Linked DNA regions of Mus musculus: all the other regions are linked to region 3. Evidence: chromatin contacts called from public promoter capture Hi-C data. All regions are on one chromosome and are shown on one strand. The core of a region is the stretch at or near the end of the contact, and the rest is flanking DNA. Distances in the headings are between cores, read along the strand shown.

Evidence for each region. Promoter capture Hi-C pulls out the DNA fragments that hold promoters and counts their contacts.
Region 1: a contact with region 3 is called in a promoter capture Hi-C map of second pharyngeal arch cranial neural crest. The contact joins the promoter of Utp18 here to the promoter of Cox11 in region 3. A contact is called at or near these places in 7 of 39 promoter capture datasets (the C10 cell line, cranial neural crest, frontonasal cranial neural crest and 4 more) and 5 of 484 Hi-C or Micro-C datasets (B cells, embryonic stem cells, nephron progenitors and 1 more).
Region 2: a promoter capture Hi-C map of pre-B cells shows a contact between it and region 3. The contact joins the promoter of Ankrd40 here to the promoter of Cox11 in region 3. A contact is called at or near these places in 2 of 39 promoter capture datasets (cranial neural crest and pre-B cells).
Region 4: a contact with region 3 is called in a promoter capture Hi-C map of pre-B cells, with 4 times the contacts expected there. The contact joins the promoter of Tob1 here to the promoter of Cox11 in region 3. A contact is called at or near these places in 3 of 39 promoter capture datasets (cranial neural crest, hippocampal neurons and pre-B cells).

Annotation. Positions count from the first base shown.
Region 1 is chr11:93,883,785-93,890,595 of GRCm38.p6, forward strand. Utp18 (UTP18 small subunit processome component) reads right to left here and starts at 1,982. Exons shown (of 14, transcript NM_001013375.1): 1 at 1,550-1,982. The coding sequence starts at 1,873. Mbtd1 (mbt domain containing 1) reads left to right here and starts at 2,387. Exons shown (of 16, transcript NM_134012.4): 1 at 2,387-2,632. RefSeq lists enhancers at 1,984-2,016, 2,211-2,253, 2,266-2,299 and a cis regulatory region at 1,997-2,004.
Region 2 is chr11:94,324,317-94,330,830 of GRCm38.p6, forward strand. Ankrd40 (ankyrin repeat domain 40) reads left to right here and starts at 3,685. Exons shown (of 5, transcript NM_027799.2): 1 at 3,685-4,071. The coding sequence starts at 3,938.
Region 3 is chr11:90,633,137-90,639,807 of GRCm38.p6, forward strand. Cox11 (cytochrome c oxidase assembly protein 11, copper chaperone) reads left to right here and starts at 5,048. Exons shown (of 4, transcript NM_199008.2): 1 at 5,048-5,416. The coding sequence starts at 5,054. Stxbp4 (syntaxin binding protein 4) reads right to left here and starts at 4,972. Exons shown (of 18, transcript NM_011505.2): 1 at 4,897-4,972.
Region 4 is chr11:94,209,078-94,215,945 of GRCm38.p6, forward strand. It overlaps Tob1 (transducer of ErbB-2.1), which reads left to right and starts at 2,377. Exons shown (of 2, transcript NM_009427.2): 1 at 2,377-2,654; 2 at 4,409-6,418. The coding sequence starts at 4,563. The coding sequence ends at 5,651.

The sequences.
Region 1 (6,811 bases), core at 732-3,231, 3.2 Mb after region 3:
ACAGAGACACACCATCGTCAAACCACTGTGATTCTCCAACAAGTTGCTAGCGCACACGCAAGCACATGCACGCACACACACTCCTTATACTACAATAGCCTATAGAATGCTTTTGCTTTCCTGGTGTGCTGATGAAATAATGTGATGGAACACAACCACAGCACATGCTGAAGGAGCACGCAGGAAAGGAGATCAGAACCACCATGAGGACAGGTGAGGCAGGATAGAAGGGGGGGGGGGGGGGGAAGTGCACGGAAAGCTAAAGACCGCAGTAGACAAGGGTAAAAGGTAAGCCGCCGGCAGGTAAAGAGCAAGCATCAAAGCCCAACAGTTACAGAGCCCGGGGCCTACTAGAATCCCACACAACATAGGCTGTGTCTCATAGCCTCATGAGGAGTATCTCTTGTTCTATGTGCTCCATCTCCACCTTCTTCAAACTTTATACCACACCCACACACTCGAAACCTAAACCTAGCACTCAAAAAAAAAAAAAAAAAAAAAAAAAACCCTTCAAATGATCTGAGCTTTCTCCCAACCTACAGGGCAGTGTCCAAGGAGCCAACTGCAGTATCCACCAGCACTGCTGATTTAAGATCTTTCAAAGCCCATCAAGTGAGTCCTTTGGATACAGAACTGTCCCACAGCTCTTAACATAACTGGTCTCCACCTCCCAAAGAAGGCTGCTGCAGCTCTCCATCAAAGCACCCACACAAAGGGTGAACTAAGCAAATGCTGATATTCCCATTGAGTCAGTCAGCTTACCCTATCTAAAAGACGTCTTCACATATATTTAAATCCCTTTCTCAAATGTTTTCATTTTCCTCTCCACCAACATACTTTAACTTTACTAGTCTTGTCTCTTTTATCTTGCTTTTTTACCACTACTAACACAAGTTCCAAGAGGGGTTCTTGTGGGATTCCTCCACTGCTGTGTCTCTACCCTTAGTCCAGGGACCAGGTATAGAACAAAAATAATAGCGCAAAGAGCATCAATCAGGAAGGATTTGCAATTGTTACAAGAGCTAGCAACCAAAGAAAGGTTAGAGATGAATACACACTGATCGTTCTCAAAAGCTGGGCGTGGGTATCACCCCGCGATGTTATTAAAATGCAGCTTTACGCCTTCTGCCCACGTATTGGTTCCATCCACTACGCGGAGTCGCGACAGGTGATCAAACGGTCACCCCTGTGGTTCCAGCAGAGGGTGTAAGAGCCCGAAGATGAGCGACTCTACTTTGCAGACATCCTTTGGCAAACCAAGCCGACAGTTGAGCGCCTGCTGGATGCGAAGCGCCGCAGCCCCTTTGGGGCGGAGAAAGGCAGCGTCCCCGCCCTCGCCAGCCAGCAGCCCAGAACCCGAGGCGAAAGAGCCGGACGGCGCCCCTCGGCGCCCGCGGTCGCCGGTCCCTCCCACCTGAGCACTCGCCGCCACAGGTCCCCCCCACCTCCAGGCTCCGCCCCCGGGGCCTCGCCTCCCGCCGCGCGCCCCGCCAGAGCGTGTGCCCGCTCGGCAGGCAGGCAGGCGGGCAGGCAGGCAGGCCTTCCTCACCCGCGAGCTCCGCAGCCGCTGCAGCAGCGCGTCCTCGTCGTCCTCGACATCGCCGAAGACGAGCTGCTCCAGGCAACGCTCGGCGGCCGGCTTATCGTCCTCTAGCGTCAGGCGGTTCCGCTGCCGGAGCCGGCTCTCCTCCTCCTCTGCCGCCGCCGCCGCGGATCCCGCGCTAGGGGCCGCCCTCGGCTCGGCCGGCTGTGTCCGTTGGGATGAACGGGCGGCCTTTGCGGGCGTGCTGCCGCTCCCGGGTCTGGCTTTCCTCCCCGGCGTTGCGCCGGCTCTCCGGTCTCGTCTCGTCCGGCTCTTGCGTTCGGGCGGCATCCTCAGGGCTGAGGGGAAAACGCCGACGTTCACGTGGAGTACCACTGCGCATGTGCCGGGGCGGCTCGCTCTTCTCCTCGGCCCGGCCCCGGGGAGCCGGAAGGAGTCTGCGCCGCCGCAAGCCACGTGACCGGCGCTCGCGCGCTACGTCACTCCCACTCCGTCCGGCGGCCCCGCCCCATGTGGGAGTTCCTCAGGGAAGGCCGATCTTCCGGGTGGAGGGGGAAGCGGCGTGACTGGAGTGGAAATTTTTCCCAACACAACTTCTCGGAGGCAACATATTGGAAGGGACTCGGGGAGGCCGGAGTCCAAATGGAAGTGGCTGAAAGAAACTTCTCGCCCTGCTGATTCTGAGCCCCGCGTCGTGCCGCGCGCCCTCAATTACCTCATCGACTTGTGGTCTTGGTACGGTCCTTAGAGTACGGCGCCTGCCGAGGGTCCCACGCTGGAGGGGAGAGAGGAGGGTACGTGGGGGAAGTGGGCCAATCGGGGCGCGGGTCACGGCGCAGGCGCGCTGGGGAGGGAGGGCTATGCTAATGTTGTTGATATCCTGGGGCCACCCGAGTTAAAAGGGGGGAAATCCGGGGGCTGCCACTGCTGTCGCTGGCCCTGGCCCAGCCGGGGGTCCCCCCTGTAGTCGCCGCAGTCCCGGGGAGAGGCACCGGCCCCCTGCTCGCGGGGGGGGAGGGGGCGCCGCGGGCTCGGGGAGCACGGACGGCCCCTACCCATGAGGCCCTGATGGAAAACACAAAGGATCTGGTGAGAGCCGAGCGCAGCGGCCGCTTTGTGTGCCAGGTTTGAGGGGGGGGGGCACGCCTGCGGCTGCCCGGCCCCCGGAACGCCGCAGCTCGGGGACCCCACTCGCGGGCCTGCTTCTTCATCCCACGCCCCCTCCGTCTCCGGAGCTCCCCTCCCCCTACTGGCCGTTAAACGTTCAGGGGTTCCCCTCCCCCCCTCAACCCCTGACTTAGGGTTCTCTTAGGGAGAAAAAAAAACATAAGAAAGTTTTTCCTCTGCTCCCTCCCAACCCCGTTCTGCTTGAAGGGAAAGATTAGATAGGAGACTTTGCCTTTTTTAGCTGCCAAGGGTGGGAGAGTGGTTTCTCGGGGGTGTGGGGGCAGGAGCATACAGAGTTTCGGGGCTTGGCTGGAGACGGAGCCCACCATTGTAGAGCCAGCGCCGAGAGGCATTTTGCACGTGGAGGTGCTGATACTGAAAGGGGGCGGGGTGGGCACGTGTGGGAGGGAGACGTAGGAGTGGTATCGGGGAGTCAGCCGCCAAGGCTGCTACTTGAGGGTTCCAAGTCAGTGGGCTTCCACCATCCGTACGTTCTCCTTTGTGAAAAAGAAATCCTGACATTTCAGAGTCGGAAGAGACACTAGAAGTCACCCAAAGCAGCCCAGCTTCTGACGAGTGGTAGGTAGTCTGACCTCTACTTAACCCTACATCCATATACCACGCACTGCAGCCTAGGAAAGCACCTTCGGTTTCTTTCAGTCTCTGATATTCACTTGCCTGCCCTTATTAGACCCTTCAGTCTCATTCATGTCGTGTCCTGGTTAAGTTGCTCCCTTTTTTACTTCTCAAATTTGTTCTCACATCCTCCTCACCCACCCACTGCTCATTGGCCTATATTTTGTATGCCAGGAAAGAACATCAGGGAAGTGGAGGGAGGGGGATGGGGAGAGTAAAGAGATGGTAAGGGCCAACTGAAAACTTTGCTGGGTCGGTATCAAGTGTGCTGCTTCCATGACTAAAGATGGTTGAAACTATTCCCTGGGAAGCCAGGGAACTGCTATGTGGGGGTTTCATGACTGTTTCACAAGTAGTCCTCTTTGCGATGAGGACATTTTTAACACCATATCCTTGGTACTGTCAATGTACATTATTTGCCTTTTGCTAAATCACTTTTTCTAAGAACGCGTAAAATTGGGCCTGGGGGAGGAATAGTACTGAAACTAATAAATACAATACTTGGAAGATACATGATCAAAACTATTCCTTCTCATCATTTTGACTCATGGTCTTTGCAAACCCATGCCCCCTCCAAAAGGAAGGCCCTTTCTCACAAATGCTTCTTGTAACGTTTATTTATTTATAGGATAGGATGCTGTTGGGGGGTGGGGGCGGGGGTGGGGGTGGGGGATCAGAGAACAGGTGGAGGTAGTCATCTTAACTTATGCCATGTGCGAACCAGGAATCAAACCCAGGTCATCAAGATTGGGAGCAGACACCTTTAACCTACTAAGAACTTGCTCGAACCTGCCTGTCTTCCCCTACCCCCACCCCACCCCTCATGTGTGTAAGTGTAAGAATTCTTAGACTTGAAATGTTTGTTACAATTTATTGTTTACTTTTGACTTTTTAATCTTTTTTTTTAATTTATTTATTATATGTAAGTACACTGTAGCTGTCTTTAGACACACCAGAAGAGGGCGTCAGATCTCTTTACGGATGGTTGTGAGCCACCATGTGGTTGCTGGGATTTGAACTCCAGACCTTTGGAAGAGCAGTCGGGTGCTCTTATCCACTGAGCCATCTCAACAGCCCGACTTTTTAATCTTTTACCCCTTACATTAATATGCACCAGAACTTAGCACTTAGTAGTTAACTTGCAAATATATATTGGCACCCACTGCTGTGCTTAACTCCCAGGAGTTGCTCCTGATACTGGTAAAGAAAAGCAAGCGTCTTCCTGTTCCCCAGTCTGTGGTAGAGGCTGGTGGTTTGCTCTTGTGTGTTTCAGACTGTTTACCTCACACCAAGGAGTGTTTAGAAAGAAAATAGCTGGCTTTTTGCACTGTCTCCTCTGAATAACAAATAGCTTCTATTTATATGGAAGCCCATATTGAAGTATTGCAAATGCCTTGCAGATTAGAGCAGATGCTGTCGCAAATAAGTGACTGTTCTTAATGTCTCTGGTGAGCCAGGGTTTCTAGCCATTTTCTTTCAGGGCTATTCACTAGTGTTTTAGCATGGATTTGAATCCTAGCTGTAAAAACTTAGAGCTATTTACGCACCAAAGTTTCAGTCAGTATCGCCTTCCAAAGTTTTTTCCTGCTAACTTTAAGCATGAACTGTCATGATAAAATTTGACTTTAAAAGCATTTGCATGCTAAACATACTAGACAGGAACAACTGGTTTTATTTTTAAAGAGGTCATTACTCTGTTTTTTATGGTTAGCTATACATGGATCTCATTATCTGTCTTCCAAGATATTTGGGTGTTTCCCTCATCCCTTAGTTACTTTTGTAAATAAAGACAAAGCAAATTATTTTAAATTGTGTTAAAATACAGCATTCAGACTCAGAATTGCAGTTTATGAGTAAAAACAGCATGTTAATGTCATAGTCATTAGAGTATGAAGTGACTGAAAGTACGAAGTGACTGAAAGCCAGGATTCCTCAGGTGATCTGAATAACCACGTATTAAGCGTGGAGAAGTCAGCTGTTTTGACTTGCTAATTCATTACTTCTCAGCTTTTTATCTTTACAACTTTTTACATGTCTGTCTAGGCCAAACATCGTGGTGCATGCCTTTAAGCCCACCACCCAAGCGTCCGAAGATACAGCTTTGCTTGGACTATGTAGTAAAGATACAGCTTTGCTTGGACTATATAGTAAAGCCCCCATTTCACAGAAGCAACAGGAGATTTAACCTTCCACATAAACTTCAAAGACAAGTTGTCTTTGGTCTTTGGGTTTCAAATACATGACCAATAAATGGGTAAAGCCAAAAGATTTTAAGTAGTTCCACGCTTAGATTTATATTCTAATAGGTCCTAATCTTTAAAGGTTCCAATTAACTTTTATCTTAAAAATGCATGTTTTACTGTCCTGTACCTCATTGTGGTTCATAGGCATGTACCACCATATTCAATTTATACAGTGATGGGGATTAAGTCTGGGGCTTGTGGGTGCTAGGTATTCTTATTAACTGACACTGCATCCCCAGACAAGAGTTTACTGCTTCTTTTTGTTTGTTTGTTTGTTTGTCTCTCTCCCCCTCCCGCCCGTCTGAGGCACAGTTTCTCTGTATAGCCCTGGCTGTCCTGGAACTCAATTTGTAGACCAGGCTGGCCTCGAACTCAGAAATCCTCTGGCCTCCCGAGTTCTCTGCACCACCACGCCCTGCCCCGGAGGGTTCTTAAAAAGTAAACAGTAAACTAACCAGGGCGTGGTTGTACGCGCCTTTAATCCCAGAAGTCGGGAGGCAGAGGCCTGCCTGGTCTACAAAGTGAGTTCCAGGACAGCCAGGGCTAAACAGAGAAACCCTGTCTCGAAGAAAGAAAGAAAGAAAGAAAGAAAGAAAGAAAGGAAGGAAGGAAGGAAGGAAGGAAGGAAAAGAAAGAAAGAAAAGAAAGAGAAAGGAAGGAAGGAAGGAAAAGAAAGAAAGAAACCAAAAACCTCCTTCCCTCTGCAAGAATATACTTTCTCTTCTGTCTTTGCTAGAAAGCGTAATGAAGGGTGAAAAGGCTATAAATCCACTTGAATAGTCTCTGAATGGAAGAAAGGGCTGTAATGATAGTTGGGGACACTGTCAGAAGAGGCTTGAGCTGCACTTCTGCCGTTGTCGAGCCCCATGGCCTTGTTGGATGGCATCAAATAGCTTTGATTTTTTTTCTCCTCATAATTGAAGAATTGGTATAGAATCAGTTGTCTAATAGAACTTTTCAGCTGTACTGGAAATGTCTGTTATCTGTATGGAAGTCACTAGCCACAGTGGCTATTGAGCACTTAAAATGTAGCTAATGGAAGGACGCATTCAATATTTTATCATACTGTTTTTATTTGATGTCAATTTAAACAGTCATATCTCTTCCAAATTGAGCATGTAGGTTTTGGTACAATGTAATCACTAAGTTCATCTCTTAAAGATTGGAGTTTAAAATACACTTTTCCTGGAGGTGGTTATTCAGTGGGCCTACAGTAAGGTCT
Region 2 (6,514 bases), core at 2,435-4,934, 3.7 Mb after region 3:
AGAAGAGGAACTTTTAAAAGTATTCTTTGAGTCTCATGAAGTTGAACTAGAATGGGTTGGTTGGGGGCTGGAGAGATGGCTCAGTGGTTAAGAGCACTGTCTGCTCTTCCAGAGATCCTGAGTTCAATTCCCAGCAACCACATGGTGGCTCAGAACCATCTGTAATGAGATCTGATGCCCTTTTCTGATGTGTCTGAAGACAGCTACAGTGTACTCACATACATGAAATAATAAATCTTTAAAAAAAAAAAAAAAGAATGGGTTGGTTGGAAAATTAGTTGGAAGCAAATCCAAAAGGCTAAAATACAACACTTGGGAAGCCGAGGCAGGAGGATTGTCCTTGGCTACACAGTTAAAGGCCAGCCTTGACAGAATGAGAAAAATCAAAGCCACCTCCTCAACTCTCCCATAACTTTCCAAGGTCACAAAGGATCTTAAGGTTATCCGTTCTGTGGCTCTTGAGCCTGTGTGTCACTCATCACTATCCCTGCCCACTCCATTGCTCTTCCTCCCACCCACTCTCAGTTACTCATCCTCAAGCTCTTTTGAAACTTTCTCTCCTTTCCCTCATTAGAACTCTTGAGAGTTTTTCAGTGTTCTATCTGGCCATCTTCTCTGGGTACTCACGAACTCCCTTGGGATTATCTCTTCCGTTTGCAAAATTTCAGCTAGCCCCTTCGGCTGCTGAGTGCTAGATTCCAACCTCCACCTCAGATCTCCTTTCTGAATTTAGTACTCATGCCTACCCTCTTTACTGGGACACTCTACTTATGTGAAAGTCAAAACCAAACAGAAACATAGTACAAAGCCAAAATAGAAAAACAGCTTCTGGGCTGGAGAGATGGCTCAGTGGCTAAGAACACCCGACTGCTCTTCCAAAGGTCCGGAGTTCAAATCCCAGCAACCACATGGTGGTTCGCAATCATCTGTAACAAGATCTGACTCCCTCTTCTGGAGTGTCTGAGGACAGCTACAGTGTACTTACATATAATAAATAAATAAATCTTGAAAAAAAAAAAAGAAAAAGAAAAACAGCTTCTTGGGTGAGAAGTAGAACTCCAAGCAGAGAGCTACCCTGGCATGTGGGAAGCTATAGGTTGAATCCTCAGCACTGAAAGAGATACATACAAACAAAACAAACATATAGGTCTGTCAACAGTTTCAAGTCAAGAGATTAAAAAGTGAATTCAGGGCTAAAGAGATAGCTCAGACAGAAAGGTACTTGCTAAGAGCGCTTGAGGACCTAAGCTTGGATCCTGTCTTAGGTCACCAATTTTGTTTTGTTTTGTTTTGTTTTGTTTTGTTTTTCAAGACAGGGTTTCTCTGTATCACCCTGGCTGTCCTGGAACTCACTCTGTAGACCACGCTGGCCTCAAACTCAGAAATCCGCCTGCCTCTGCCTCCCAAGTTTGGGGAATTAAAGGTATGTGCCATCACCATCCACTTCTTAGTTCTTTTTTTTTTTTTTTTTTTGGTTTTTCAAGACAGGGTTTCTCTGTGTAGCCCTGGCTACCCTGGAACTCACTTTGTAGACCAGGCTGGCCTCGAACTCAGAAATCGCCTGCCTCTGCCTCCAAGTGCTGGGATTAAAGGCATGTGCCACCACGCCCGGCCATTTTTTTTTTCCCAACTTGTAGTCTATTATCAAGGGAAGCCAAGGCAGGCTGTCAGGCAGGGCAGGAACCCAGAGGCAGGGCTGTTGAGCTGGTCATGCTTATTGGTGTACTCTTCTGGCTCACAGTCAGTCGCCTTTCTTTTTCTGTTTCTTTCCCTTTTCAGTTTTTGTTGTTTGTTTTTGTTTTTGTTTTTTTTCGAGACAGGGTTTCTCTGTATAGCCCTGGCTGCCCTGGAACTCGCTCTGTAGACCAGGCTGGCCTCAAACTCAGAAATCTGCCTGCCTCTGCCTCCCAAGTGCTGGGATTAAAGTGGCTGCCTGGCTCCCTTTTCAGTTTTATTTGTTTTGTTTTGTTTCCATGTGCATGTGTTTTGCTGGCATGTATGCATGTGCACATGTGGATGCTTAAACCTGAAGAAGTCAGAAGAGGGCATCTGATCCCCTGGAACTGGAGTTACGGATGGATGGTTGAGAGCCACCATGTTGGTGCTGAGAATCAAATCCTGGGCCTCGTTTACAAAAGCAACAAATGCTCCTAACTGTTGGCTTATCTCTCTAGCCCGATATAATTCTTTTAAGGAAAGAAAATTTAACAAACAAAAAACCATGAATTTTGGAGCGCACCTAATTTAATGTCATTGCTGCTGTTTGACTTTGTTTGTTACCACTCTGAGGATGAAACCCTGTGCCTTGTTTGGGTAAGTACTCTTTCACTAAGCCAAATCACCAGCCTGCTACAATCTTTTTAAATTGCCTTTAAAAAAAAAAAGACTGCTATTTCTTGTCCCTCAGACTGTGTTAAAGACTGAGTTTCAATGCCATTCCCATCAGCCTCAGATGGAGCACTATGTTGGATCCGAGAATTAAATTTTAAACTGTGGAAACAAATCCAAGTGTAGGCTCAAGCCGCGTTCCAATTTGCCACCGGGGTCAATTTAAGTGTTTAGTCAGTTGATATTCATCACTCCTGGTGTGCAGTGTGTACTGTGTGAATTACTGTATCATAATAAACAGACGTTGCTTTTTCTTAAGCAGTAACAAGACAAATGCATGCTGTGTGCCCTGGGCAACCCCGAAGAATGGAAATAAAGACGCTATACCTAAAAGTACCCCTTCCTGTTTCATCTTGGCTTTGTTCAGGCCCTCCTCTCTGCCTCCCCAGGGTGTTTTCCTTAATCTTTTCACCCCATCTGCAAAGTTCTCACCAGTGCCACATCAGGGATCTCTCCAAGGCACCTGAGCTCAGCAAAACAATATTTTCTGCTTGTCCCATTGGGTAGTAGAACAGTGCCAACCAAGGCTCTGAGCCTCATTAACTAGATTAGGCATGGAGTACTGCACACGGCTGTTTATGAACACACCATAGCTCTACCCTCAGTGCCTGGAATCAGGACTAGGATGACAAAGAGCTCCCCCCGCCCGCCCGCCCCCGCCCCGCCCCGCCCTCCGTCTTTCCTTAGATGACTTTCAGAATAATTAATTATAATTTATAAGCTATAACGAGTTGCATTTTATAAACTAGAATCAATGTTAATCTTCATGAAAGCCAAGTTGGAAGAATTTCTGTCTAAAACCGATAAAGGGTAAAATAAAAACAGTAACAGCTGAAATAAATATTCTAGCTGAATGGTCCCAAGCACTGACAAAAATAAGAAAGAACAGTGTCATCTATCTCTGCAAATAATGGGCATATTATAGTAGGATCCTTTTCAGCCCATTTCCCGTCCTGCTGGGTAAAAATTGGCTCAGATGGAAAAAAAAAAAAAAAAAAAAGAGCTAACTAATCTTGGGGGAGTGGGGGTGGAAACCCACCAATTATTTTTAATGCCTGCTAAACAGCCTGCTCCTGAGGATAAGGCTTTTCTGGCTCTCAAACGACAATGTCGGATCCCTCCGCCTCGCAACTATTCCTGTGTCTGTCCTCCTCGCTGGAAGCTGCCGGGTGGGAGCTCTAAAAATAGCCCATGAATCACAGCAGATAATCCAGTGCGGTGGTTACATAAACAGCCGGCCGGGGCGGCGGGGCCGCGGGTGGGAACGAAAAGTATCTAGGTCAATGTTGTCACACCGAATAGGGTCCCCCGGAGCCGGCCTTCGGAGGCGCGGTGGGGGAGGAGGCCTGGGCCTGCGGGGCCGCGAGCAGCCAGGGAGCTGTCGGTGGGCGGGCGGGCGCACGAGGCCCTGGGCCGGGCGCGGGCGGAGGCGCGAGCGGGGCGGGCGAGCCCGGCGCTCCCTCCCCATGGCCGGGAGCCGGCCGCGGAGGCGGCGGCGGCGCTGACAGGCTCGGGGCGGGGCGGCCCGGGGCCCGGGGCCCTGGGGAAGATGAGCGCCCTCCTAGAGCAGAAGGAGCAGCAGGAGAGGCTGCGGGAGGCGGCGGCCTTGGGGGACATTCGGGAGGTGCAGAAACTGGTGGAGAGCGGGGTGGATGTGAACTCGCAAAATGAGGTCAACGGCTGGTAAGTGGCGAGCGGGGGAGGCCCAGGGTTCAGGGCTGCGAGCTCGGGGCGTGGAGCAGTCAGCCGTGACCCAGGACGCAGGCGAAGGTGACGCCTGGTGCCCCAGGCCTCTCAGGTCGTGGCCCTTTCGAGACTGGCCCCGATCTCCCATTGCCTGGTGCAGTCAGGAGCGCATCCTCCCCAAACCATACCTTCTTCTGTGGTTGACCGCGGCCAGCGCCCTCCGGGACACTGGAGCCCACCCACGCCACCCCCCCCCCGCGCGCCCCCTGGCTCTAACTTGGCCCAAATGGTGATGCATAGAGGCTTTGATTCTCGGCGACTCTGCTCTGGATTTCATCAAGCTTGAATTAGTTTGCCATGGGCGCTTCTGAAGAACACTTCGTGCAGAGATGAAAGCATAAGCAACGAAGCAAATGCCAATCTTAAAAAACCAGCACGGTTTCTTTAGCCAAGACCAGGAGAAAAGGAACAACTACAAAACCCTCGCCACTTGCATAATAATTCTGCCTCAGTTGTTTTAATGCCACAGTGATTGGCTGTTGCCTACAGCTGCCTGTTGAGGGGAGACTCATTTGTCTGCCCTGTAGAGTGTTTTGTTTGCTTAGTACAATTTCCAATTAGAGAAATTTACCCAAGGCTTTACAAGTCGGCTAGCAGATCTGCCTCCTTCCCAATACAGAGTCTGTCTCATTTTAAGATATGAACAAATCTTTAGTTTCTTTCTTTTTTTTTTTTTTTTGGTTTTCGAGACAGGGTTTCTCTGTATAGCCCTGGCTGTCCTGGAACTCACTTTGTAGACCAGGCTGGCCTCGAACTTAGAAATTCGCCTGCCTCTGCCTCCCAAGTGCTGGGATTAAAGGCGTGAGCCACCACGCCCGGCTAAATCTTTAGTTTCGAGTTACTGAATGTGGTATTTCTTTCTACCCTTTTTTGACATTTTACAATTAATTTTTTTTAATTCAGGTAATGCTTATCTAGCCTCTTTTGCCAGTTTAAAGTTAAATTTGAATTTTAAACCCCCCAGTAAATCGAGCCATACATTTTGGAATGGAAAGGGCACTGGAGATCATTTGAATTCCAGAGAGTGTCTTGCCCTGATTGCACAATTGTCAATATGATAACAGAGTCAGAAATGAGATTTCCTAATTTCCTAAGAAAGCTGTCTGACTCCTTTCCCTAAAGAAACTAGCCTGGATAGCTGTCCACAGCCTGGAGACAGTGGACACTAATTTCTAGTCTTTTTTTTTTTTTTTTTGAAGCATTTGTAGTCAAAACACTTGTAGCTGTGTTTGCCTTGCCATGGCGTCCAAGAGCTGTGAATTCCTGTTTTGGCACTGGGAGGCGGTGTTTTACAGAACAATGAGCCTGGTCTTGCTGCAGGTTCTGCCTGCCTAGCTGTGTGGTCTTGCCTGAGTTACTTTGTTTTCCAGGTCTTTCAGAAGTGTTGTTAGTATTTATTGAGATGAAAAATAGCTACCAAGTATTGAACTTGCTCTATGGCACAGATGTGGTTCTAAACACTTAACCTATCTCAGGGTAATCAGGAGATATTGTTATTTTTCTCCATCTTAAAGATGAAGAAACTGAGACCCCAGGAAAATTAAGTAAACCATTCAGTTTTTAAAAATGCTCCTAAATTACTAAATTTGGGATTTAGTGGGTCTACATGACTGTTAGAGCTGAAAAAGGAATCTGACATCTGAGTCCCTCAGCACAGTGCCTGCCATGTGCTAGATATACAGTGTATATCAGGTGAGTTTGAGGTGACATGATGAGGCTTCCTATAGATTTAATTCCAGCTCCAATCTATTCAATCCAAGAGTGAATTCCTAGATTCCCTTTATCCTGCCTTATGCTCTTGGCCTAATGCTTTCAGCTCTTCGCATCCTGCCCTCTTATATGAACCAAACCACAAAGCTTGGCACTGTCCTTGGTCCCTGTCTTTCCTTCACATCCACGTACCGTCATCCAGTTCTGCTGCCTCTATGTTCAGATAGAATCTGACTACCTCTCACAAGCTCTACACTGTGATACAAAGCCAGCCAGCTCCACTTGTGATGCAGGATAGTTCCAGAGTCTTCCTACTAGCATCCTTACTAGTCTACTTGCCTTACCCTGACTTGGAACAGTTGGATCACCTCACTCAAAGTCCTCTAGTGGCTCCCATGTTACTGTGAGAAGAAGCCAATATGCACTCCTTTCCCTGACCTTTGGGCCTCATCTCCTGACTTGCTTCCTTGTTCACTTCTTCCCTGGCCTCCTTGCCTTTCCTGGAGCAACAGCACAGCCTGGATTCTAGACTTTTGCATTTTGCCTTCCCTCTTGTCTTGATAGCTTTTCTCTTACACACCATGGTTTGCTCTCAGTCCTCATGTGGATCTTAGCTTAAATATTAGCTTCATGCTAAGGCTTTTCCTTGCCTGTCGTTAAAAATTGTGCA
Region 3 (6,671 bases), core at 3,798-6,297:
GAGCATTTTAAGCTTAAGCTCTAAGTCTGATACTACCCAGCTGAATAAGCTTATGCAAGTTTGTAGATTACTTCGGTGCTCTGAGTCTGTCTTTTTGTTTTGTTTATTGTTTTTTATTTACAGAGTGGAAAGACTGGCCTCAGTAAGGGCTGAACTTGGGAGAGATAGGAAAAAGGACTATGTTTCCAGAACTGAACTCTTCCTACATGGCTTTTCTTCCTCCCTCCAGGTCTTCAGAACTGCCAGAAGCTGAATGGTCACTTTTCTTTTGACTCTGCCCTCTTTGATTTTGTCCTACTGTGCTTTTAGATGTTGCTCAAAATGTAGCATACTCTTTGAGTTGACATACCAGGCAAAAGTGAGCTCAAAATGTTTGGGGCCAGGTTCTCAGCTATGGAGATTTGCTTTGTGTTGAAGGGAACAAACAGTTAAGAATATATATTTAAACAAAATAGCAGCTTATTTTTCTTGTTGGGCACATATACATAACCATAACAGTATATATACAAGTCATCCAGTTCTGTGTTGAGAAGGTCTAGAAGTAACGACTACTTCTGTTTCCCAGACTTTATTTCTAAATATGAACCTCCACTAAAGGAGGCCAAACTCCCGCAGTAATGGCTGATGCTGAGGATAGGTCAGGGAAAATGCAAGGGGATCATGGAAAAGGAAAATTCTCCCCTTCATCAGAAAAGGAATTAATGGGTCTGTATTGACAGGAACACAGAAGCAACTAAGAATGTGTTAAGGAGGACTGGAGAGATGGCTCAGCGGTTAAGAGCACTGATTGCTCTTCCAGAGGTCCTGAGTTCAAGTCCCAGCAACCACATGGTGACTCACAACCATCTGTAATGGGATCTGATGCCATCTTCTAGTGTGCCTGAAGACAGTGTACTCGCATACATAAATAGTAATTCTCTCAAAAAAAAAAAAAAAAAAAGAAAGAAAGAAAAAGAAAAAAGAATGTGTTAAGGAGTAATACTCAGTCTTACAGATGGTTCCAATAGCTTTTCCCCGCAAACCACATTAGTTGTTTCTTAATGAGCATAAAATAATTTTTATATCCCTTGTAATAAAGAAACTTGGCCAGGTATGGTGATATACATCTGTAATTGTAGTGCTGGAGGCTGATGCAGGAGGATTTTTGAGTTTGAGGCCAGCCTGGGTTTCTCTGGGAGACCCTAACTCTAAACAACAAAACTAGAAACAAATCCCTGAAGATACACCTCAGTAAAGAGATAAAAACCTTGGTCATGAATCAGGATGTCACTATGTGACTCCTAAGGAAATTCAATGAGACAGGCACATTGCTTCAGTTGTGCTGCTACAAAGGCTCATAAAAATCATACACAATCCGGGCAGTGGCGGCACACGCCTTTATTCCCAGCACTCGGGAGGCAGAGGCAGGTGGATTTCTGAGTTTGAGACCAGCCTGGTCTACAGAGTGAGTTCCAGGACAGCCAGGGCTACACAGAGAAACCCTGTCTCAAAAAAAACAAAACAAAACAAAACAAAAACAAAAAAAAGTCATAACAAAAATCATTTACATGCATACCAAGGGATAGTGTACCAATTAACCATGAGGTAGTTAAACATCTCAAGGCCATGGAGAAAGGCTAAAGAACAGCTTCACACTGGTGCAAACTAAAGGGCAAGACAACTGGAAGCCAGGGGCCGTCCTGGACCAGATTCTAGAACTAAGTTGGAAACAGCAGCATACGCAGTATTAATTTCAGCAGAGTTCTTGGACACCAGGGTGTGAAGTTCTGAACTGGCACATTCCTTAAAACCCACAGGTTGAAAACCTGGCCCTGGTGGAGCTCTGTTCAGATGGTGAAAGAGCTATTAAGGTTAAATGAGAACATAATGGTGGAACAACCGACTGATCAGAAGGGGTTAGTGCTCCTTTAAGAAAGACATCAGCAAGATTGCTGACTCCTGTCAGGCATGGGAGGACACAAGTCTGCCACAAGTGAGAGAGAATCCTTATGAGAAATCAGCCACCACCTTGATCTTGGTTCTCCAGCTTCCAGAAATATAATACATTTGTTGAGTAACCTGTTTCTGAAGTGTGCTGCTATGATGGGCCAAGGTGATCGCATGGTATTACTATGCTATGATAGCACAGCATTGGGCTGATGTTAAATACTTGATGGATGCCTGTGCTGTGTCCTTGTAATCAACACTCATGCAAGGATCCAGTTTACAGTTCCAGGATATCGTCTGTCTGCCCTCGTCTCCAAGAGTACAGAGATCTTTAAGATCTTGGAAACCAGGTGAAGGATAAGTTGGGAACGTATTATTTCTGCAATGTTTATATAACTTTTAAATCATTTCAAAGTGAATATTGGAGATTGAAACATTTTAGCTACCATCCAAAAACACTTTTATATACATGAGCTGTTATTTTTCATTATCATACAGGAATTGGATTGGTACCTATTTCATTTTATTAAAAGAGAAATCTAGAAAGACCTACATCACTTTACTGCTATCAAAATGGCTGTTCCTCAGATATTCACTTTCAATTAATAAGAAAGCAGTCATGATTGCAACCCTATTATTGACACATTTATACAGCTGTTTTGAAAAATATGGAGAAACAATAGCTGGAAAGGGAAAATAGTTGAAGGAAATATATTGTTAGCTTTAAGCACATTAGCATTAGCATAGGATTTTAAAAACATTTACAAGTATATTGTCTGCGTGTAGGTGCCATGTATGTGCAGTGCCTGAAGAAGCTAGAAGAAGCCAGGAACTGAAGTCAGAGACAGTTCTGTGTCCCTAGGTGAGTGCAGGAAACAGAAGCCAGGTCCTCTGCAAGAACAGCAAACGCTCTTAAGGTCTGAGCCACCTCTCCAGCCCCCTCATATGGAATTTGAGTCTATGCAGTAAGAAAAGTAAAATGAGAGCAAAATGTTGACAATCTGGTATCAGAATGAAAGTACATGTAGAGGGAAAGGGTGACCAAACACTGTCATACCAAGATGGGAGAAGAGAAGTCTGTAACTTCAGTGACCACCTACTAGAGTGATGTCCTAGACGATGCCTACAGCCCTCAGCGCTGTGGCCACTATTCAGTTACTTCTTCAAGGCCATCATCTCCACTGTCACTAACATGCAGATGCCCCTCACTTCTGCTTCCCCTTGCCCTGCTCATTCTCACCGTGTGACTTACATCATGTTCTTCCTGCAGTGTGAATCAAATCATATCCGATCACTCCCATTTTGTCCCTTAGCCATGGCTGAAATAGCTCTGTAGTATCAGGTGTCTGTACCTGCTGTGACCCCATTTCCTTTCACTGTTAACTCTGCTCGCTCTGCACGCTCCACACGGACCCTGGTTTTTTTTGTTGTTGTTTGTCTTTGTTGATATTCAATCCTATCCAACTTATTTCTGTCTCTGGACTTGTGTACGATGTGAGATTTTTGTCTCGTGGGTAGCTCTTTCACAGTTTGGGAGTAGGCTCAAATGTCACCCCCAGGAAGACCTTCTTTTACCTCTTTAGACCTTCTTTTACCCTCCTCATTGTCACTCTCAATGACTTCATGCCATCATCAGCTAGTTTCATAGCAGACACTGTTAGTTGAAATTCCTTTATTTTACATTTATTTTCTGAGTCCTTCAGTAGAGGCTGCAGTCAATAACAAAAGTGATTGTGCCTGACTTAGTTTGGAATGTCCCCAGCAAACTAAAAAGGTGTATGGCTCAGTGAGAGTCAAGGAATACGTGCTGATTGACTGATAGCTCTTCCAGTTTTCGGTTCCAATCCACAATGTGGGGATAGTTAGACCCACAGAGGCCATCAGAAATAAGCTCTAGCTTATGGAGGTGGAAAGGTGGGCACGAGAGAGCTATTGGCTTCTTACAGCTTCTGGAAGAAGGAAAGTCAGTTTTCTTTAATGGTGCAATTGATCACACCGATCACACTCACAGACTAACACATCAATGAGTTAGTTCGCCTTCAGCCTGGACTCTGGATAATAATAATGTGGGGGGGGGGGTAGTTTTGGGAGGAGCCTGGAGTAGGGGATGAATATGACCCAAATACAGAGTAAAATACCCTCAAAGAATTAATAAAACCAAACCATTATTTTGAAAAAGAAATGACCTAACTTTTATAAAATTCTTACTATGCTTCAAGCAATGGCAAAAATCATATTATATTCTTACCCTCCTTGAATTACTGTGATTTCCATTCACGAAATAGGGCCATCAGGTTACGGAGAAGTCATATTAAAATTAAACTTATGCAAGGACAAGACTTGTGTAAATTCATTGATGCTTAACCTCCGAATCTGCTCTCAGTGCTATTTAATATTTATTGGTCCTTGTTTGTGGAACATTTAGAGAACTGAAGAAAGCTTTAGCGTATTTCCCAGGGGTCTGTGCCTGCAAGATGCACGTCTTTATTCCTTCAGTCCCTCCTTTAAAGGCCCTCCTGTCCTGGTCCCTCTATTCTGAACAAACTTGGTTTTTTCGGCGGCTGTCTGACCTAATGGTTTTGCTGGGTAAACAGCAGAGGGGTGATGAGCGCAGTGGGAGACATCTGCCCATGGGGCTGAGAAGATGCACAGGTCGGGGTGTTGGAGAGAAAGGCGGTTCTCATACTAAGTGTTCCAGAAAGAGGGACGTTGGTTTGCCTGCGCTCAGTCAGCGGCGGAAAGCAACGGGGCTGAGCGAACCCCAAGTGAGAGCCCCGCGGCAGAGCTGCCGCTGGGGGCCGCTAGGTCGAGACAAAGGCTGGCGAAGTTTGGGGAGATGGGGATACAAGCCCCAGTGAGGAGCTTGCACGCCGAAGGCCCAAATGCATTTTCTGCAAAGTAAACTAAAGAAGCATCCCAAGGAAACAAAAGTGCGAGGCACAGTCACTTAGCAAGAAAACGCGAACTTACCCTCTTCGGGCCACCCGGCCTCCGTAGCGCCACTGCTAACTGTGGAATCTGGTAGTCAAGGCAGCAGCGGAGGCTCAAGCCGGGTACCGCGAGACTCGCGAGGTCTCGCGAGATCTCGCCAGCGGCCCCGCCAGGCGGGCATTCTTTCCGGGGGGTTATGGGAGGGCTCTGGTGTCCGGGATGGAGGTTGGTGGCTTCGTGTGGCCGGGGCTGGAGGCAGCCCGGGTGGTCAGGGCGGACTGTGGTGAACGCAGAGCTGGTGCTTAGGCCCGGGTGGGATGGGCTCGGAGGCGCGGAGCGGGGTCTGAGACGCCTCGGGACATGGAAGCGCCCGTGCGGGGTCCGGGGGCCCGCGACGCAGCCGCCACGGCGGCCGAGGAGCAGCAACCCTTTCCAGCGCGCGCAGGAGGACGAGTGGCGGCGGCGGAACAAGACGGTGCTCACCTACGTGGCCGCGGCCGCCGTGGGCATGCTGGGGGCCTCCTACGCCGCGGTGCCCCTCTATCGGCTCTACTGCCAGGTAAGGGAGGGGACGAAGCGCGGCACGGATCCCACCTGAGCCATCCCCCTGCCGGGGAGGCCGAGGTCACCCGCCGGAGGGGGGAGGGGGGCGTCGCCTCGGATCCAGACCGGGAAGGACGTGCCCAAGGTCACTAAAAAACCTTGCAAGTGGAAGCCGGTTCCGGTAATGATGGAGCTGGTGCCACCCTTCAAAGGGCTATCAGCACAGCCATTCTGTGAAGCGCGGGGAGAAGGTACCGCTGACACTTGGTGAGTTAGAGCGGCTGTCGCATACCTGGAGGTTCACAGGACACCTCCCCTGCCCCAGATAGTTGTCCAACCTAAAATGCTAATAGTATACAGTGGTGCCGAGACCCACAGAAATGGAATTGACACTCCTGTGTTCAAGCTTTCCTCATTCTAGGTTAGCATCATCAGCCTAGGCTAGTTTAGCATCATCAGGCTAGGCTGGGTTAGCCTGAGGTTTAAAAAAAAAAAAAAAGGAAAAAAACCCTAAAATCAAGTTCCACGTTAAGCACCGATATTTCCAAAAGAATGCCCTGTTACTTGTGGAATCAACGAGTTTTAGAGAAGGAAATAAATAAATAAGGGAAGCCATAGAATGGTCCCTCTTCATGAGCAAATTAAAATGTAACCCAGGAAAACTGTGACAGACTCAGTAATATAGGCTTGAGCCCAGGACATTATTTTTCTGTTTTCTACCTTTTAGTTTAAACACCAAACTTGAGAAACTTCAATAACATGTCCCTAGAATATATAAGGAATTGTTTTGTTATTGAAAGACGGAACACTTAACTTGCTTTTTCTTCAGCGGATTTAAATCCTTTATGAAAAAAAAAATAGTTCATCTTAAAACTGAGTCTCTGAAACAGAATCATATCCTTACCTGTTAACTAAGGTCAAATTTATGATTTCTCTTTTAGGATTAAAGTTTAATTTGACAATATTGAGAGAAATTGAAAAAGCTAAGTAACGTGTGTAACAAGTGAAAGAAAGATAATAAAATATTAATATGGTAGGGTTTTTTTTTTTTTTTTTTTTTTTTTGCATCTTCCTTTAGCCTCATTCGGCTTTTTGTTTTTCTGGTGTAAGAAAGGTGAATTATCTGGCAGTGAGAATTGTGATAACCTCAGGCAGCAGTGTGTACACCTTGGAAGTAACACCACCTCTACCTCTAATGAGGAAATAATGGTGATGGGGAAACGTCAGACACAAATTACTCTTTTGCTACTTTAGGGTAGTTGGCGGGCAGG
Region 4 (6,868 bases), core at 1,127-3,626, 3.6 Mb after region 3:
TAACCAGTCCCTAGGAGATAAGTGCTTCACTACTTTAGATCTTGAACTGTAGTAGATTGGAGAAATTCAGAAGGGAAGAAGTCAGAGAGAAAGATACCTGTTCGTTTCCTCTAGAGAATTCTTGAAAAGTACACACAAGCTTAACAAAATTATGATTCATCTATTTTTAGTTAGACATTTTAATCTCAGCCAAGTCTAATATGCTCCCTAATTATAGTGATATATTTTCCAAATCACAAATCAAGACACATGGCCCAGCACATGTGTCTGTAATTCTGAGCGTTTGGTACAGTAACATTTGCCTAATGGTAATAAATTGTGCTTCTAGGGCACATAAAAGATAAAGTGTTTCTCTTGGTAAGCCAGTCCCAAAATATCTTACCTAGATTCTTGCAATTTCTGTGCCCAACTAACTACAGAATTAAAAATGCCTTATTTCAGTGACAAATTAACGTTCACACTAGAAAAGCAAAACCACACAACGAAGGAAAACAGTGGAAGAATAATTTATATTAAAATATTTTGCTGCCAGATGCTTCCATTTTAAACACCATGCTCTCACAATCTAATTCCACTCTGCAACTAAAAAGCCGAAATACTAAAAATAAAACAGAATTTAAAGCGTTTTTGAGTAAAACTTCTATGTTCTTAAGAAAAAAAAAAAAAAAACGCTACCCAAGTTTTAGGAACCTGTGCAATAAACAAGAAATGGGTCACCTGACCGGTCGCCACCCCACCCCTCAGCCCATTCCACAAACCCTCCCATTCTCACACGCTGTGAGACTTTAGAAATATCCTTTCTCAAAGCTGTTCCTTCTAAAAGAGGAGGTGGGAACCCACGCAAGCAGGTCCGAGTGCAAAATAATAGGCTACATCCAGACTTCTGCATCTATAAAATGAAAAGGCTCTTGGCGGGTCGCGTAGACCAGGGTTTGTGCCCTGGGTGGTACAGATGGGCTACACAGACGGTGAGTTGTGCTTTAACCTCTAGACAGGCATAGAAATGCCCGCCCTGCAGTGTTTAAGGGCAAGGCAGCACGGGGACCGGTTTTTTTCCAGGAAGCATGGCCCGAATGCCCAGGACAGGGAAGGGGAAGGCAGGGCCCTGGGCGTTTCATTCACTGCTGCGCTTTCTCCCCCCCCCCAACCCCCCCCCCCCTTCTCTCCGAGGCTCCCCCTCGACTTTCTCTCGCCTTTACCCAGTCCGAGTTTGACGTCGGTCTCCTGGAGACCAGACAGCCAATCGTCTGGCCGCTAAGGTCCAGTGCGACCAATCAGGCATCGTTGCTACCTGTGAGTAATTATTTTTAGCCAAGAGGAACGCCCCGTTCCACTCCGGACGATAACTCGGATTTCTGGGCTGCAGGTTGTGGAAACGGCGCCTATCCGCGCCCCTAGAGTCCCTGGCGTCCCTATTCCCTGGACACCTGTGCACAGTTCATAAACTCTCGCAGGTTCCTCAGCGAGGCCTCGTGTTTATTTTGTGGGCCTGGGTGAAAGTTCTCAAAATGCACGCGTGGGCACGCACACAGAGTCACACAGGCAGTTTGGCAGCGTGTCGCTCTCTGCGACGTTTGATATAAGACAATTTTTTTTTCTTACGGTCTCAAGCAACCCTCATGTCCGAGCTGCTGCCAGGTGACCCGGGGAGATTTGGCCAGGGGGAGCTGCAGAGGCAGTTAAACTGTCACCTGTGCGGGAGGTGCAGCGACGTGGCCTCCCTTCCCCACCCCCAGGTTCTGCAGTTGTCACTCTCGGGGTGGCAGTTGGCCTAGGCCCTGCGGGGATTAATACTCAATGAATCGGGAGCACGAGTCCCGGTTACCCCGGGATGGGCTGAGACCCACAGGCTAGCTCGCCCAGGAGTGGGGTTTTCCTCGGCCACAGTCGCACTCGCTCGGAAGCAGCCTTTTCCGTGTACTCTGCCCTCCCTCCCCCAGCCTCGGCTGCCCCTCCCGGCCGGTCCCCGCCGCGTCGCCACCTGCTCCCCCTCCTCCCCCCCCACCCCCCACCCCCCACCCCCAGGCCCCCGGGCCCTGCCACCCCATCCCTACCATCCCATCCCTACCCTTGTCCAATCCCCTTCCAAGGCCTCCCTTAACCCCTCCCCCAACCTCTCGGGACTCTCAGCTCATTGGTCACAGCGGCGTTCAGGAGGCGTGACCATCTATCAGCGGCCGTCTGGACGTGGGCAGGCGGGACTTGGCCAATGGCGTCGGGGGGCAGGGCAGGGGCGGAGTCGGCGCGGCCGGGGGGTGCCGGGTGGGGAGGGCGGGACTGTGACGCGAGCGGCGCGCACCCCCGCGGAGGCTGGGGGCGGGGAGGAGGCTATAAAACGAGAGGCGGGGCGCGCGCCGCGGCAGAAGGAGCGAAGCTCTGGCCCGGCGCGCAGAGGGCGCTGTACGGGGACGCAGGGCCGGGCCGCCGGGCTGTGTAGAGAAGCGAGCGCGCTCGTGTAAGCTTGCCGTCCCCGCCACCCCTGAGCCAGAGCAGCGAGCTCCCGGACCCGCCCGAGGCGTCCGTCGCGTGTCCGGCGGTGGCGACGTCTTGCACCCCGTCGCCTCGCCGCTCCCGACCCACCCGCGCCCCCGCCCGCTGCCCCTTCTCCCCCGCCCAGCCGCGGCTCGGCGGCGGCCGCAGCTCCGGAGCAGCTTGTAAGTACGGCGGGGCGGCGGCTAGGGGCCGAGGGAGTGGCTGCAGCGTCCTGCGAGCCCGGGTGTGGAGGGGCGGCCTCGGGGACCCAAGGGAATGGAGTGGCTCCGGGGACCTGGTCCGGAGGCTTGACGGCCGACGGGCAACCGGGAGGAGGGAGCACCCGGGGTGGGGGCAGCGGCGCCCAGGCAGGGGGAGGGGGCGCCGGGATACAGGGATCGGGCCCGGACCGGTGCTCCGGGATGCTGGCTAGGTCCCAGGAGCCTCGAGCGGGGAGCAGAGTGGGGGACGGCAGGGTCAGGTTACGGCGGGGGAGGGGAAGACTGGGCGGCCCGCGCCGCGACCTGCCGGTGCCCGGGCCGCGTCCCTGAGGCAGCTAAAGAGCCTGCTCTCCTTTTCCCCGGGCCGAGCTCCTCCTCCCGGAGCAAGTCTAGTAGTCTTCCTCCTCTTCCTCCTCCTCCTCCTCCTCCTCCTCCTCCTCCTCCTCCTCCTCCTCCTCCTCCACCTCCACCTCCTCTGGCTGTTGCTGCTGCTGTAGCGCTCGGGCTCCCAGCGCTGTGAGCAGAAATCTAATGAGACCCAACTGGCTGTTTATGTAATTCTTCACAGTCCTGTGTTAAGGCGTTGCTTTAAAAACCACCTTCCACCCAGCCTGTCTGGGCTCGGCTGCACCTTCAAGCAGTCCAGCTGAATCTGCTTTCTCTGCCTGCTCTTGGGTTTCGGCTTGGAAAGTGTAGTTTGGGGGCTACACGAGAGATTCTTTGCCCTTTGTCACCAAGAATATGGAAAATGGAACAGACGGATCCACACCAGTTTGATTATTTTAAATGCCCTTTTTGATCAACCTCGTTGTACAAATAGCTCTCCCTTGGAAATACCTCTCTTTGCCCTTGATCTTTTCTTATCCCCACCCAGTGCTGATCCAGCAAACGTTTAAAGGTCGACCTTTTCGCTCCAGCCTCTCCAGGGACTGCCCGTTTATCCGAAGAGGGAAGGAGATGGCTTTTAAAAATAAGAATAAAACTGAGAAACTCTGCCCTTTAAGCAGAGTAATCAATAGGAGTTTTAAGCTGCTTGTTTTTCTTATACTTGCAGCTGAGAGGAATTTCAGAATGTGTGTGTGTGGGGGGGGGGGGCAGTACACAATAAAAAAGAAAAAGGCTCCCAGAAGAGCAAGAGTGTGAGAGCCCTTGGCATGGTTAAAACTAGAGAGGATAATTTGGTTTCATTTACCAAGATGACAACTCATTTAGTACCTTTAATTTTAGTACCAGGTACTTTGAAAATTAAAAATAATTTTGTAACTTATAACATTTCCGAATATTTAACATAAAGCAGATTTAAATGTGATGTTTCCAAAAGGAACTAGGGATTCACTTCTAAAATGGTGACTAGCAAGGAAACTAATGACCAACTTGTAAAAGTGGAGTGTACGGGTAGGTGGGTGGATGAGTGTGCAGTACAGTTAGTAAACACTGTGCGAGAAGAAACATAAAGGATACATGTTCTGGAGGTCCTGTAAGTCCTGCTGGGAAGTGGTATGTAGAATGCTGTTTTAACTATAAATCTGTCTTGAACTTTAGCAAGAGGATTTTTTTTTTTTTTATGGTCTGTTCCTTTTATTTTCCAGCGGTCATTTCCAGTCTTTCTAGCCCAGTAGACATTTTCAAAAATAAAATTGCTTCAGGTAGAAAGCTTTGGAGCTGTTACATTGATCTCACTTGGATGTGTTTGCTTTTGTTTTATTTTCTTAAAGGAACAAGACCACGGGAAGGTTGAAGGATAATCTTCTAATACCAGCACTTTGAATGAGAATTTGTTTCTCTGCCACAAACTGATTTTTTTTTTTAAAAAATTTATTTTTCTGGTGGAGGAGTTGAAACAAAGCTAACTTTTGTGGCTTCGCAGCTATGCAGCTTGAAATCCAAGTAGCACTCAATTTTATTATTTCTTACTTGTACAATAAGCTTCCCAGGAGACGTGTCAACATTTTTGGTGAAGAGCTTGAAAGACTTCTTAAGAAGAAATATGAAGGGCACTGGTATCCTGAAAAGCCATACAAAGGCTCAGGGTTTAGATGTATACACGTGGGGGAGAAGGTAGACCCCGTGATCGAGCAGGCATCCAAAGAGAGTGGTTTGGACATTGACGATGTTCGTGGCAATCTGCCACAGGATTTGAGTGTCTGGATCGACCCGTTTGAGGTTTCCTACCAGATCGGCGAAAAGGGACCAGTGAAGGTGCTGTACGTGGACGACAGTAGTGAAACCGGCTGTGAGCTGGATAAGGAGATCAAAAACAGCTTTAACCCGGAGGCCCAGGTGTTCATGCCCATAAGCGACCCGGCCTCCTCCGTGTCCAGCTCTCCCTCACCTCCCTTCGGCCACTCTGCTGCTGTCAGCCCTACCTTCATGCCCCGGTCCACGCAGCCTTTAACCTTTACCACTGCCACTTTTGCTGCCACCAAGTTCGGCTCCACCAAAATGAAGAATAGTGGCCGTAGCAGCAAGGTAGCTCGCACTTCTCCGATCAACCTGGGCCTGACTGTAAATGTGAACGACCTCCTGAAGCAGAAAGCCATCTCTTCCTCAGTGCACTCTCTGTATGGGCTGGGCCTGGGCAGCCAGCAGCAGCCACAGCCGCAGCCACAGCAGCAGCAGCAGCAGCAGCCGTCATCATCCCAGCCGCCGCCTCCACTACCGCAGCAGCAGCAGCAGCAGCCACAGCAGCAGCAGCAGCAGCAGCAGCAAACCTCTGCTCTTTCTCCCAATGCCAAGGAATTTATTTTTCCTAACATGCAGGGTCAAGGTAGTAGTACCAATGGAATGTTCCCAGGTGACAGCCCCCTCAACCTCAGTCCCCTCCAGTACAGCAATGCCTTTGATGTGTTTGCGGCCTACGGAGGCCTCAACGAGAAGTCTTTTGTAGACGGCTTGAATTTTAGCTTAAATAACATGCAGTATTCTAACCAGCAATTCCAGCCTGTTATGGCTAACTAAAAAAACAAAACAAAGGAGAACATGTATCGTACAAGTTAAAATGCATCGGCCCAAGGGGGAACTTTTTTTCTTTTTTTTTTTTGCCTCCTTGAGATTTTTTTTTTTAAAGCTTATAGTAAGGACACATTCAGGCTTGGTTACAAAATAAAACACGCATCATTTTTCATTTGCCAACCAAGCACAAAGTTATTTTCTACTGACTGTATATTTTAAAGTATACTTTCAGATATGGCCTCTTACAGTATTTAAGATATAGCAAGGACATGGCTGAATTTTTTTTTTATAAAAAATTGGCACTAATAAGTGGGTTTATTGGTCTTTTCTAATTGTATAATTTAATTTAGTACAAAGTTTGTAAAATATCAGAGGATATATATATATTGTTTCTACGACATGGTATTGCATTTCTATCTTTTTACTACAGTGATCTGTGACAGCTTCATGTTGTATTTTTTTTACTGAAATTGTAAAATATCCATCTTAAAGACATCAGCTATTCTGAAAATTGTGTACAGGATATTCCTTTAGTGGTGGAATTAAAATGTACGAATATTTGCTTTTTCAAAAAAATGTATTTTCTGTTAAAGGTTTAAAGATTTTTGCTATATATTATGGAAGAAAATGTAATCGTAAATATTAATTTTGTACCTATATTGTGCAATACTTGAAAAAACGGTATAAAAGTATTTTGAGTCAGTGTCTTACATGTTAAGAGGGACTGAAATAGTTTATATTAAGTTTGTATTAAAATTCTTTAAAATTAAAAATGCCTATCCTGTGGTCTTTGTTTTAAGTCTTTGCTAAAAGTCTATGCTCATGAAGAAGAAAGATACAACTTACTGAGTCACAAAGGAATAATGGAAGGCAGGGCTCTGCTGTTTGTCAGACCGGTGTTTGCCAGAGCTGGGGTGGTGCATAGTAGAGTGTTTGCCTCAAAAGCAGAAAGCCATGGGTTTGATCCCCAGCACCCTGTAAATATAAGTGGCACATGGATGCCTCTACTACCAGCATCCATCTAGGAGAGAGCCAGGTGATAGGAGGAAGTCATGTAACCTGTCAGTATCTATTTGAAATGTGCTGAGAAGGAACTCAGAAAATGCTAGAAAACCCTTCACCTTTTACGTTCAGCCGTTGTCTGTTAGCTAGAATTTAGGATTAAACCCATCCACAGTTGGGAAAGTTGCTAAATATTAATGTTTGTTTCTTTACCCAGTAAA